Linked DNA regions of Mus musculus: region 1 is linked to region 2. A link is a contact called in public Hi-C data. All regions are on one chromosome and are shown on one strand. The core of a region is the stretch at or near the end of the contact, and the rest is flanking DNA. Distances in the headings are between cores, read along the strand shown. Region 1 overlaps Gm50595. Region 2 overlaps Gm39857 (a long non-coding RNA gene).

Region 1 (6,681 bases), core at 3,434-5,933, 140 kb after region 2:
CTCAATGTACTAAGTAAGTACTCAATGTACTTGGTCGGACATCTTCTTAGACACAATTCCAGTGAAGGCAAACAGGGCTGTATCTGCTTAGCTTTCATTTCAAGGGAGCTCTACAGGAGGGAAAACAGCAACCCAAGAGAAAACTCCAGCCTGACATTCACCTTCATTACACTCCCCCTAAATCTTTAATGCCTTGAAAACTACCCAATGAAGTTCTCACTAAAGAGATATTGGCCACTAAATTATTCTGTATTAGCAGCAAGGAAGATCAGGAATTCTTCCTTTGGAGATTTATTATAAATAGTATATGACTAACATCTACAGTATATTAGAACCACCTGCCCAAAAGCCAGAAGAGGGCTTCTAGGGCTCTTAAGGGAAATCCCAGTGCAATGAGCCTATCCAAGTTATTTTACTAGCAGGGCTGTGTAAGATTAATCATCTTTGTGAATTCTTAATTGCTGTGGTCAGAAGCTCCCCGGAGGATGCTCGCATCATGGTCGAGTCCCACCTCTGTCCCTACTCTCCCATGCCAAAGGGGAGGTGGGACTTGCACTTTAGTTCTTACAAGAAATAACTGTGGGGTTTTTTGGGGTTTTTTGTTTGTTTGTTTGTTTTGGGTTTTTTCCCAAATAAGTGCTGGAGACACAAAGATGACGAAAGGGACTCAAAATCTACTTCAAAGAAAGACCATTTCTTGTTCAAAGAAAAAGGTGCAGACAGTATTTCTTTAGAAGCACTGGAAAAAAAAATAGCAGTTGCTGTTTCAAAAAACAACAAAAAACAAACAAACAAACAAAACCACATAAGCACCAGGAGTAATTGCCCTCTTGTTGAGCAGATATAAAGTCCGAGGAGAGAGCTGTTGGTTACAGTAATCACCCCTCATCAAGGAAACTTCTCTTTGCAACATACAAAGGCCATTAAAGAAATCCACAACCATTGGAAATGCAGAGTTGTGGAGTGAGTCCAATCCCAGTGTATGCATCTACCATACAACCCTGGGGTCCAAGGTTGGGGATCATAGTGGGAAAAGTTGGAGAAAGATTTTAAGAGCCAGAGGATCAGGGATTTTGCTTTCAGATTGTGTTTCCGAGTAATATCAAGACTTCAACCATAACATCTCACCAATGTGGCCAACGTGTGATCTGAACCAGGGCAACAGCAGGAGGCATGGCAGACTAGACAGGGAAAGCCCAGAAGACTCAGCCCTACACAAAGAAGTACAGGCAACTAAGGGAGGCTAAGAAGAGGTGGGAGAGGGAGTAGTCTTGCCCAGTGTGATGGTTTGAATGAGAACAGTCCCCATAGACTCATATGCTTGAATGCTTAATCCCTAGTTAGTGGAATTATTTTGGAAGAATTAGGAGGTGTGGCCTTGTTCAAGAGTTATGTCACTAGGAGTGAGCTTTAAGGTTATAAAAGCCCACACTAAGCCCAGCCTCTCTCCTCTTCCCGTCCCCCTTCCCCTCCCCCTTTCCCTCTCCCTCTCCTCCCTCTCGCCTAAAACTTACAAGTCATATGTGAGCCCTCAGCTACAGCTACAGCACCATGTTCACAAGTCTGATACCATACTCCCTGTCAATATGAGAATCTACTAACCCTCTGAAACTGGGAGTCCCCAAGCCGCCGCCCCCCCAGTTAAATACCTTATTTTATAAGTTGCCCTGGTAGTGGTGTCTCCTCATAGCAATAGAACAGTTACTAAGACACCCAGAGGAAACCACACCAATTGTTTATCAATATGCAATGGTCAGCCTTGAAAATATATGCATACAAGTTACATTATGTAGATTGAGTAGATTATATTTAGGAAAATACATGTACGTACATATATGTGCATGTAACAGCAATGAATGGGAGGTGGGAAGGCCATGAATATGAAAGGGAGTAGGGCATGGTATATGGAAGGGTTGGAGGAAGGAAAAGGAAATATTACAATCTCAAGAAAAGAAAGAAGTAATGTTTTTAAGGTAAGAGGCCAAAATGTCATAAGAAGCACTCAGTAAACAGAAGTGTCGGCACCAATACAAGCACCTTACGTGAGTTTACACATCAATTCCTCATACTAACTCTTGGAGATAAATATACTTACTATTCCCCCATTTTACAGGTGAGAAAATTTAGGCACAGAGAAGCAAAGTGACTTTCCCAAAGCCACACAGCAGGTCTTTGGAGTCCACTTGTTAACTATGGTTCCTCCCTGCCTCGGTCAGTTCCCCTGTACCTTTCTGTGATACCACCACAACTATTTAGCCTAATAACTACAGACTAAGCTATTAGAGGTTCAGTGATTCTGTGTTGAACTATGAGTCATTAGGAGTTAATAAAACTGCATTTAACATCCAAAAGGGTTGCATTTATAAACTGTTTTCATTTTTCCTATAAAAGCCCGCATATTCTCAGAGCATGAATATAGGAGATTACCCAGAAGCCATCTTGTCTCTGACCATGTGCCGTCTTCACGTGCGTCCTTGCTTCTCCTCCACACAGGCATGAAAGGTGACATTAACCTCCACTGCTTACCACACGGGTCACAGCACTCTGCAGAGAAAGTGACAGCTTTCACAGGAACACTGAAGTCACTTCTATGCTGTCCATCACTCTCAGATTTCCTCAGCAGAGTCCCCGGTGCACAGGTTGATTTGCTCAGTGTGGTCCCTAGCAGAAGAGGAAACTGAGAACTCGTACAAGGCTCTGCAGACGATGTGATTACATAAAGATATAAGAAAGGATATAAGACTCATGCCTTGTTTATGCCGGTGGCTGCTTATCAGACTGAGGGCTGGGTGTGCAATCCTGATGAGCTGGCTCTGTTACCCCATCCTGTGGCCCCCCTCACAATCTGGCTCCTTAGGCATGGAAGGTACTGTGGTGGGGAACCCATAGCGGGTGACCTAGACACAAGCAGGAGCAGAGTTGCTGAGGATGTAGGAGTTCTTTCTGCCAGCTGTGGAAACCACAAAACAAGAATGGTCGCAAGCTCTTCCAGAAGTAGAACAATGGAGGATGCAGAGAACTCAGCCTCTGAACCTTGCAGCAGAGAATTTGCCCTGCTTTGTATCTCCTTGGCTCCGTGGTAGGTGGACGTGGGGAGCTGAGAAATTACTTAGAAAAGGTGGCCTCTTTGGTTGCAGGACAGAAAAATCAAGCTGGAATGGACTAGGAAAATTCCTCCCCTCTAGTTAACTTCCACAGCACTGGAAGGTGCTCTATAGATATTGAGGGAGAAAGTCATCAATGGACTCACCCATCAGTGGACCCTGCATAGCACAATACCAACCTGCCAGATAAGATGTGCCCACTGGTGTAGTAGTGGCGTGAGTATTAGAGGAGTAACCAACCACTTCAGCTTGGCTTTGGACCCTGTCTCATAGGAGAGAATTCATTCCTGGTATCTATAAACTTGTCAAAAGCCCATGGTTTGGGAGTTCATAGACCTTAAGAGAAAACCTGCCAGCTTTTTTTTTTTCTAATTGGGCATGCTGTCAAATTGATTTCTAGATATTTGTGTCTATAGCCATATATTAGTGTTTCTCTCAACCTGGGTCAGAGATGCAGTGGACATCAGTCAATACAGAGACTGAGAATAAGTGACTATCGAGCACTCACCCTTAAGTCGATCAATCATATCAATCTCTCCAGGGTTCAGAGAACAACAGGGAAGAGAGAGCAAAAAGAATGTGAAAGCCAGAGAGTGGGAGGGTCCTGTGAGATGCTGTCTGCTGGACTGCAGGATAACTGTCATCAACTCCCAGCAACTCTGGTTACCTGAGCAAGATCAAATCACTCCACACCCCAGCAGACATGGAAGAAGGGCTAGAGAAACCTTGCCCCAACACAGGAGCTATTAGCAGTTGACAAGCCACACTAAGGTGTGGCTGCTGACAGGTTGCCCATGCTCCTGAGAATGACCTCACTCGTGCACCCAGGGGTAATCCTAACTGGACTCAGTAGGTTATAAAATGAATGGAAAGGACATAAAGGTAGGAAGAGGACATGCTTGGAGCTCTGGGGAGAATGGAAGGAGGAGTTAAGAGTGGAAATAATCAAGATACATTGGATTGGGGGTGTGGTAGCACATGCCTTTAATCCCAGCACTGGGGATGGAGACAGAGGCAGGCAGAGTTCAAAGTCAGCCTAGTTTCCACAGTGAGTTCCAGACAAGTCAAAGCTACATGAGACCCTATTTTTAAAAAAATGGGGGGGGGGAATGCCTTAAAAAGGTATCCTTAACAGTAACTGATCAAAATAGAAGATAAGATAGGGAAAAGTATCATAGAATAGACATGAACCCAAGCCAGGTTTACATGTTGACAGCAAATCTAAGTGAAATTCCTAATTTCCAAAGGAGGAAGATTGATGCTACAATGAGGTGAAGCCAGGGAAATAACAGGTTTTAAACCTTAACCCAGGGGCTCAGCTGATGACAAGCAGGCATCGGGAAGGTTCAGATGACCTAAATTGGAGTGGGAGGGCACAGGCTTCTCTATCTGTCCTCTCTTCATGGTGGCATGCCCACAGATCTCATAGGAGTCGGAGTGCATAGATTGGGGGCAGTTCATGATCCTTTGTCTCATAATGTTTGATCTGAGAAGCTTTTATGATACTTTACAGTACATAGTAGTTAAGTTGGACAAATATTATGACCACAGTAAAACACATTCTTATCACTGGAACATAAATCAGTAATTGCTACATTGTGAGGGAGTTCCCCCAAGTCCAGGGACACTGCTCAAAGCAATGAGGGAGGGGGGGGTTGTTTAAAGGAGAAACCAAAGAGCATCAACTCTCAGTTGAAAGCAAAACACCACAAAACCAAAACCTGTTCCCTCCAGGGCTGCAGTGATGCTTTGCAAAGCTCTCAGAAAAAGCTTTTCTCCCTAAGCCAACACACACACACACACACACACACACACACACACACACACACACACACAATGCCACCTAAATAAGCCTATTAAAAAGGACTCCAGTGGAGACACTGATTTGCCATAAACTGCAAAATGCTTCGGAGCTCAGCAGAGACTGGCTCCTGTCACACACAGCCTGGCAGTGGCCCAGCTCCACACCAGTGCACACTTTTCCAATTACAAGCTGAAGATTCCTACGGGGACTCAGGACTCTTGTTTCAGTCTTCCAGTGCAGGAGAAATTCTTCATGGAAGAAAGTGCCCATGGCTCAAGTTCTTCAAGCTCTGTAAAAGAGAGACCTACAGTTCCCACAACAGGGAAGATTCTCTTCTGTTTTCCTGGTTTTTTTTTTTTTTCACATCTTAAATTCTGCAAATTCTTGAAGCAATGGAATGAAAGTTGAATCCCCTAATGATGTGATAGGCACTCCTTATTTATTGACTGTTTGGAACAGCAAAGTCTAAACATTTGAGGCCAGGCGAAGTGTTCACATTCTGTTCTTTCCACAGCTTAGGGGTGAATACATAAAACCGCTGAAGGCAATTGAAGAACTTTAAAGGAAACCGGCCACAGGTGGGGGTGCTCTTGATTAAAGACAGACAAAGTCATGTATTAAAAGTGGCTAGCTCAGGCTGAGTGCACCTACCAGTAATCGCAGAACTCAGGGGCTGAGACAAAAAGATCATGAACTCAAGCCCAGGCTGGGCTATATAACAAGACCATATCTCAAAGAAAAAAAAAAATATATATATATTCTTTTTTTTAACTCTCATTTTTAAAGGATGACTTAAGACTGGGCCAAACTGGAGGTGATTTTTTTAATGTTCAAGAACATCAGTTACCCTCAAAGTTTATTTTTCATTTATTTTCTAAGTCCTCTTTAGTGAAAAATTGGTACATGTGAACACTTGGCCTGTGCCAGCCACGGCATTAAGAGCTCACTCAGGTACTCGATTTTATCGCCTGTCTTCTAAGTAAAGAAACATAGCTTCAGATGGTATCATACAGATGCCCAGTGTCAGCCAGCTAATAAGAGGTAGTTGAAGGACTTGCAATCTGGGAGTTTACTGCTATGGCGAGGGGCTACCTTGGAAAGCAGCAGCAGGAGATGCCTTTCTGCAGGGCCTCTCTCCACTTTGCTACTGAGTCAAGACAAACCACAAGTTAGTTAGACTCATGAGCATTGGCCACGTATGTACCTCAGCGCCTGCGCCATTGTAATTATCCCTCTCAATTACAGAAGGCATGGATAAGGAGGGCACAGGGGGCACCATGTTTGTCCTTGGCAATGGTAACTTGTTCTGCTCTGGCTAGGCAAGCCATGCCCTGACATTAGCTAATGCAGAGAGCTTTCCAGGTCTTCGGAAACGGAAGTTATTGTTGACTTTCTCAAAAGGCCCATCAAGAGCCATCTGGAAGGATCGTGTTTATTTGTGGGTTTGTTGTTGTTGTTGTTTTAATTACAGCGTTGACAGTGTCTGTCATATCGGTGTGCCCCAGACAATCAGTGCAGCCTCCTGCTCCTCGTGAGAATCGCTGTTGTGAAGTGCAGTCAGTGTGGAGCGTTGACTTCAACCTCCTCTCAAAAGCTTACACAGGCTTTTAGGTTTTCACAAAGGAAAACGTTTGTTGTTTCCATTACACATAAGGGGAAATGTGAGCCAACAGTTACACTCACAGCTTTCTATTTACCCATGGAGTACTCAATTCAGGGGATGGGTCCAAGGAAGCAAGAGGTTGTCATACTATCTCTTCTACACTGCTAAGG
Region 2 (6,657 bases), core at 2,832-5,331:
TTTCCGCAGGTAGCAAAGTAAAAATGATAATCCACTACCCATCAAAATCATTGGCTTCTCACCAATGTCCCCAGCAAGAGCAATTAGTGGAAACAGCAGAGCCCTAGTAATTGCATGTCAAGAGAGGAAAGCGGTAGGATTTTAATTGCTCTAAATAAAGACCACTTGCTCATCTGTACACCTGATTGTCCAAAACAGCCCTGTAAGCCAGAGCAAGCATGCCACCGCTTCCAGGTGCCCACATAAAAAGAACTCTGTGGGAGCGCTCTTCTCTCAGCAACCCATGCAGTTTCTGGAGGAAAATATCAATATGCATTCATGCTCTGAACTGCAGTGTCATCACTTGACTATAAGAACCAAAAGAAAAAAAAAAAACACCCACTTGGGAAAATGTGCATATTCTTTATATTTGCCAAATATTTATTGCTGACATTTTTTTGAAGAACTTTAACTATCTACAAGGTGCCAAGGGCTTCAAATTTACTGAATTTTAGGATCCCCAATAAAATGTTTTTAACAAGACATCTCAAGAGGGCATAAAATAAAAAATTACCATATTCATGAGTGTGAGCCTCTAAGATTGCAATGCTATAAACTGGATGTTTATAATTTGCTTGTGGCTTTCTTAATTAAAAACTGGTAATTAGGAGCTCAAGTATTATTTTTGCACTTCAGCTCCTGTACTTTCCCTGCCCCTGTTACTTCTCCGTTTAATACATGTACACACGGATGCACACAATTGCAAATGATCAATAATATTTAACTGTGTGTCTAAAACCTAAATGATGATGGATACATTTAAATATTGCTTTCCGGGACATTATTATTCCAGCGGCCATGCCGAGGCTTAAACACTGAGTTTAAACATGACAGCTCCCCGTTTCTTGCTCTTCCTATGCATCATTTGCTCTGGTTTTAAACGAAATTGCTGAAGAGCTTTCCAAACATTACTGTAGCTATTGTCGTTTGCCCCCCCCCCTCGGCCCCCCCCCATCCTCTCCTTTGCACGGTTGATCATTCCATCCTGAGAGTTCAACCCCCAGCTCTTCCCTTCATTAGCTTGGTGGAGGGGAACAGTAACCTCAACTCGGGGTCGCACCTTCCCCGCACTTCCAGAATCATGTGCCTTGTCTCCTGCACCAGAACCAAGAGCAGCAAGCGGAATCCTGGGAGAGCGGCTTCCTTGGCTGAATCAGATCACAGGTGTGTGCCTGACGCCCAGAGGTGATGCCGAGCACACTAGGATGGTGGCTTGAAAGCTTCTCACCGGAAGTAGGTCCTTAAATCCTTATAGTTTTGCAGATATTGCTCTCAGTGGCAGCTCCTTTACCTTGCCTCCTTAGCTAATTACTTTCAGTTCTTCTTACATTTTAAAGGAGTCTATAAAGGTGGGAATTCAAAGAGTATCCATGCTGGAGTTAAAATTCCCTTGAAGTTGTTAGATGCACACACCTCACAAGACCATATTTTTCTCCCTGGCCTTTTATCTTTCACCAAATATCAACCAGAGACCAAATGGCTATTATTTGCTTAGAAGCATTTTACCAAGACATGAAAAATATACTGTTTAATTTTTTGAGAAACATCTTTAGGAGGGCCTGGAATGAAATGACCCTTCCCTTCCAAATAAAATAAATCTCCACCACAGAAACAAAGCTATAGCTACATCTCAGATGGGACCAGAGAATGGGTAGCAATAAAACAGCTGAACAGAAACAATAGATTTTTTAGTAGTTCATTATTATGAGGACATACTATTGTTCTGAATTCTAGAGGAGTAAAGTGTAGGATGCTTGAGCTTTCTTCTCTGGGCTGTCTGAATTCTTTGGAAGTCTGCAATGTTCATTCCTAAGTTTTGTTTCCCTGCTTGTCTGGCGTGGCCATTAGGAGATTGCTAGCATGCTATTTATATTGTCACTCATTACTGAATGAGGAGGATGGAGGCGCTGGATCAAAGCGTATAATCTTCTAACATAAACGTGAATGAGAGGGTGCTATAGTCATAAGGGTTTGGGTGTGACAACAGTTTCCAAATCAAGGGTCAAACCAGTCCAGAGCTTTCCTGGATTATAGCTACTCATTAAGGGAGCGGAGGAGAGCTGAGTGTGACCTCTGCCCCACAGGGCCCCCAGGACGTTTTGTGCTTTTCCTTAACTATAGCATCTGCAGATTTGTTGGCAGTCTTTAACACCCTGCAGACTCCCATTGTAATAAGCAGATCTAGCACAGTGGCCCCTTGATGGCGTCCATGGTGCCATATCAATTAAAGGAGGCAGAGAGAATGACAAGCAGGCTGTCTCTCCCCTTTCTTCAGGAAGGAAGTTACCCCCAGCCAAGGGATAAATTTTGCGATCACCTAACAAGTAAATAGCAAAACTTAACAACAAAAAACAAGAACAAGAAATAAAGTCTGGGGAGTGGGATGCTGGACAACAACCGGTTTATACTGGGCTCAGTGACTCCCTTTGGTTCTTGATCTTTGTTCCCTGGATCCCCAGGAGAACCAACTGCTAAGTTTGATGATGTCCATGAACCTTCTGTAGCCCAAATAGTTTGAACATTGCATGTTCATACATATTCATGTTTTCATGGGTTCAACTGTATAGCTTTTGTGATGCTCTCAATGATGCTGGTCTAGATAAGGCTTAAAACCACTTTTTAAAAAGATGATTGCCTTGAGCTGCTCCGTTCTGACTTTTCCAATAGGGACCATTTGGTAACACTGTCTCCAGATAAACGATCTCCAAATGAACTCTACCAACTGCCACAAAGGAAGAAAAAGAAGATGCAATTTTCCTCTATGATGGGCAGAGCCGCTAGGATACTTCATCAGCCTTCACAGAAACAGCTCTTTTATGAATCTGAGTTTGGCTAGTTTCACTAAAATAATGAAGTGAATATGTAAAACCCCAAACTATAAGGTGTCTAAAACAAAAAGAAAATGTTGTATGACGTTGAGCAGGGCCGGGTGGGTATATATACATACATATGTGTAGTTGTACTTGTGCACATGTGTGAGTGTAGCACAGACAAAAAAAGCAAACTACAGACACACTAAATTGGATCAAACTAAAGAGCGTCTACTTACAAAAGAAGCAACCAAGAGACAATGAGCAACTTGGGACAAAGTACTGGAACTATCTATCTGACAAGGGACATATGAGGGAGTCATACAGATCAACAGGCAGAACAGGGCACAGCAAGATGTGCAACAACATTTGCTACCCTTCCCTCGCTGTCCACATTCAAGACATGGCAGGTATTTGATTTGATATTCAACAACTCAAGATGTGGAAGCAGAAAAGAGAGACTACCTGGGAGGAGAAGTGGGTGAACAGGAGGGAGTGGGGGGGGGGGGGGTAAAGGAGGAAGATAAGTAGGAAAATAGTATAACAGAATAAATGGGAGAAACGCCCCAATAAAACCCACCACTGCAGTAACTCAGAACTAATAGTTAAATAGAAACAAGATCACTTAGGTATTGCTGGGAAACACTGCCATTTAGCTGTACCCCTAGTGACTTTAAATCCTTATGCTCTACTCTAGTTACCATGGAAGTGAATACCTAGTGGTGTTTTTTTTCCCTGAAACTTGGTGTATTGACCCAAACTATATAAAGCAATTATGTGGTTATTAAGCAGATGAGTCCCAAGAGACATTTCTAGCATCGAGGGAAACAGACTGTGCACACCAAGGTAAAAGCAACCTTTGGAAAGGTTTCCCTGGGCTGGGTGTAGGTGGTGGGTGGCTTCCAGGGAAGGAGAGTCAAACCCCTCTGAAAGGAGGCTGAGAAACACCTCAGGCTTCCACAGTTGGGTGAGTCCCTGGAAGTAAGGCCTGACTGCCCCCTTCCTGTGCCAACTGTGCAACTTTCCAATACCAGGAATAGATAGTTGCCTCTACAACAGCCAGGGCCTGGCTGTAAATGAAAGAACTCTGTGTTGACAACCCTGAAAAGCCACAAAAGAAGAAAGAAAAACATCAAAGTCAAGGTTGTTTGGAAAGGGAGGACAAACCTTGATGTTCTAACAGCCTTTGTCTCTTGACTTCTGGAAGGCCCTCGCTGGAGTTGAGACCTCCTTCCTTACCCTGTAAAGGGGTCATCGTGAGCCACAAGCCTAGACTTCCCCTGCCATTACTCACTCCTCCTTCTGCACCTTCAACTAAACAGACCTGCCCTCTCCTGTCCAATGTCAACTTGTCCGTCCCCTAAGCTCTGATCACAGGCACAGCCATTCCCCATCTCTGCTTGCATGTCTGGGTCTCTTCTCCTTGACCTTATAAACAAGCCGTTGACCCATTTTCAAACAGGGAGCTCTCAGAAGTCACCAGGGAAGGGAGAGGAACAACAGCAGGCCTGTCACCAGGACGAACTGGCCAAGTAGCGGTGACCACAGAGGCCTCCGCCAAGAACAGGAGAAGCCTTAAAACCCTAGAGAGAATGCTCCATCTTTTAAAACAGCTTTTTCTGTTCTGTTTTCTGGATACTGGATCCATTTTCATGTTTTCCTACTTCAGTCTGGCAGAAGTTATCTGGCAAATGATGTTGGGACTTTCCTTTGTTTTTGTGGTACTGAGGAATCAAATCCAGAGTCCGGTGCTTGAAGGAAGGGACTGTGCTCTCCAGCACAGTTATTTTGGTGCAGAACGTTGTAGAGGCTAGATTTGTAGCCTATCATTCATGTAATTAGTCAAAACAATAAAATTGCTCTTCAGATATGCTTAAAAGGATCTCAAGGGTCATAGTGGTCGTAGTTTGAGAGAAATGAACAGGATCTTGGCAGCCAGCATTTTTTTAGTTTTGGTTTTGTTTTGTTTTAAGAGAGTCAATTTGCTTAAGATCATCTCTGGATACACTTTGAGGAGAAGTTGGAAAAGCCAAAGAATCATGGTTCACAGGAGCTGAACAGTGAGAGAGTTAAGCTTGCTCTCCCAAGGAAAGATGAAAGGAAAATCAAAGCGGACCAGAATCCCAGAAGGCAGCAAGAGGCAGATGTTCAGAGACAAAGTGACTGAAGGAAGCACATGAGGCAATGTGTATAGTTAGAGGGAATGACTCCAAAAGAGACACATAACTCAGCTTAGAGCAGTGGTTCTCAGCCTGTGGGCTGTGACCCCTTTGTGGTTTTCTACTGACCCTTTCATAGAGGCTGCCTAAGACCATCAGAAAACACATGCATATTTACATTATGATTCATAACAGTAGCAAAACTACAGCTATGGAGTGCCAACGAAGTAATTTTATGATTGGCCATCACCACATGAGGAACTATATTAAAGGGTTGAAGTATTAAAAACAGTTGAAAACCACTGGCTTAGAGCTATAAATTTTGGGTCATGTAAAATACACCTGTGTCTACAGAAGGCTCAGGTGAAGTGTATTGAACACAGGACCTGGAAAGCCTTTCTCTGAGTCAAAAGTCAAAGGAAGGGTCACACCCCCTAATGTATGTACACTGTCATCATCACTGGATGCAGAGTGGATCTTCTACAATGGACGGACAAATGGACTCAAAGAGAGAAGTCAGAAGTGTCCATGTGAACGCACATCTTCTCCTCTGCCCACATGGCCCACCTCAGGAATACATAGAACTTCCGGAAAAAACTGCAAGTACTGGCCAAAACCCATCCCTAGAGATAGGAGGAGCCTAGGTAACACCTGAGTTAGCTCTCCTAAGTTGCTGTCTATGCATAAGATGAAATGACAACCTTACAGAAGGATGCACCATTTATTTTCAAGTTAGCCATAACTGCTGTGTCTTACCTATGTGTTGTCTCTACTTGTGAGATATCTTTAGAAGGTTTGAAATGTACCTTCAGAGACTGGACATGCAAGTTAGCATCAGTGTGTGATCATGTAGATGTATTCATGATAAAAGTAGCCGGATATATTTTCATTGGGCTCTTATTATTATTGGAAGCACGCCCAGCTTTGTTCTAGATCTGTTATCTCAATCTTCTCCATCTTCACAGAGATGAGAGGATACCACAGTGGGAGTATTATGTTCTGAAGGCGAGGAACTGAAGAACACATAAGGAGCTCAAACAGCAGAGGTGGGGTTTGGATCCAGTCCCCATGCCCCACAATAGTGACACCTTTCCTTGGCACTAATCTGTTATCTCAATTACTACTGCTGAGGGGGTCACCTAGACTAGAGACTGGGCATCCGCTTTACTAAGATCTCTTAGGAGCAGCAGGTCTGAATGGTTAAAGAGACAGCCTCAAAAGCAGAGTGACTAGCTTCAAAGGCCTGCTCTGTCATTGGCCAGCTCTGGTCAAGTTATTTAACTTCTCTGGTACCAATTTCTCATCCACAAATAGGAAATAATAAAAACTAGTTATAAATAACTCATTGTATTTTGGATCTTGTTTTACTTTAAAATTAAGCAGTTCTACAATAATCCTTAATCACACACACACACACACACACAAATCAGCAAAGTATCAGAGATTCTAATGTAGAAGTACATAAAAAGAATAGTATGTCACAACAAAATTTGTCTATCTAGGCTCACTCAACATTCCAAACTGAATTAAAATAAGTCAGTGTTTGTCTTGGTTACTTTTCTATTATTGTTTTTAAAAAATACCATGACTAAATTAACTTATAAATGAAAGCATTTGATGGGAGGGTTGGCGTCTATGCTGGTGGAGCA

Evidence for each region. Hi-C and Micro-C count contacts between places; a contact is called where the count stands out from the background.
Region 1: a contact with region 2 is called in a Hi-C map of uterus, with 2.0 times the contacts expected there. The contact joins two enhancer-like sites. A contact is called at or near these places in 6 of 484 Hi-C or Micro-C datasets (nephron progenitors and uterus) and 3 of 115 datasets of contacts at active chromatin or transcription factors (double positive thymocytes and embryonic stem cells).

What each region holds. Positions count from the first base shown.
Region 1 is chr2:75,487,283-75,493,963 of GRCm38.p6, forward strand. All of the region lies in intron 2 of Gm50595, which reads right to left. Among named protein-coding and RNA genes, the nearest start is that of Gm39854, 18 kb to the right of the region's middle. Within about 2 kb of position 4,684, at least 13 of the 459 cell types and tissues checked have an H3K27ac peak or open chromatin away from gene starts, as enhancers often do. A contact at or near this core is called in uterus, where this site is marked.
Region 2 is chr2:75,352,625-75,359,281 of GRCm38.p6, forward strand. All of the region lies in intron 3 of Gm39857 (a long non-coding RNA gene), which reads right to left. Among named protein-coding and RNA genes, the nearest start is that of Gm32927, 4.1 kb to the right of the region's middle. Within about 2 kb of position 4,082, at least 7 of the 459 cell types and tissues checked have an H3K27ac peak or open chromatin away from gene starts, as enhancers often do. A contact at or near this core is called in uterus, where this site is marked.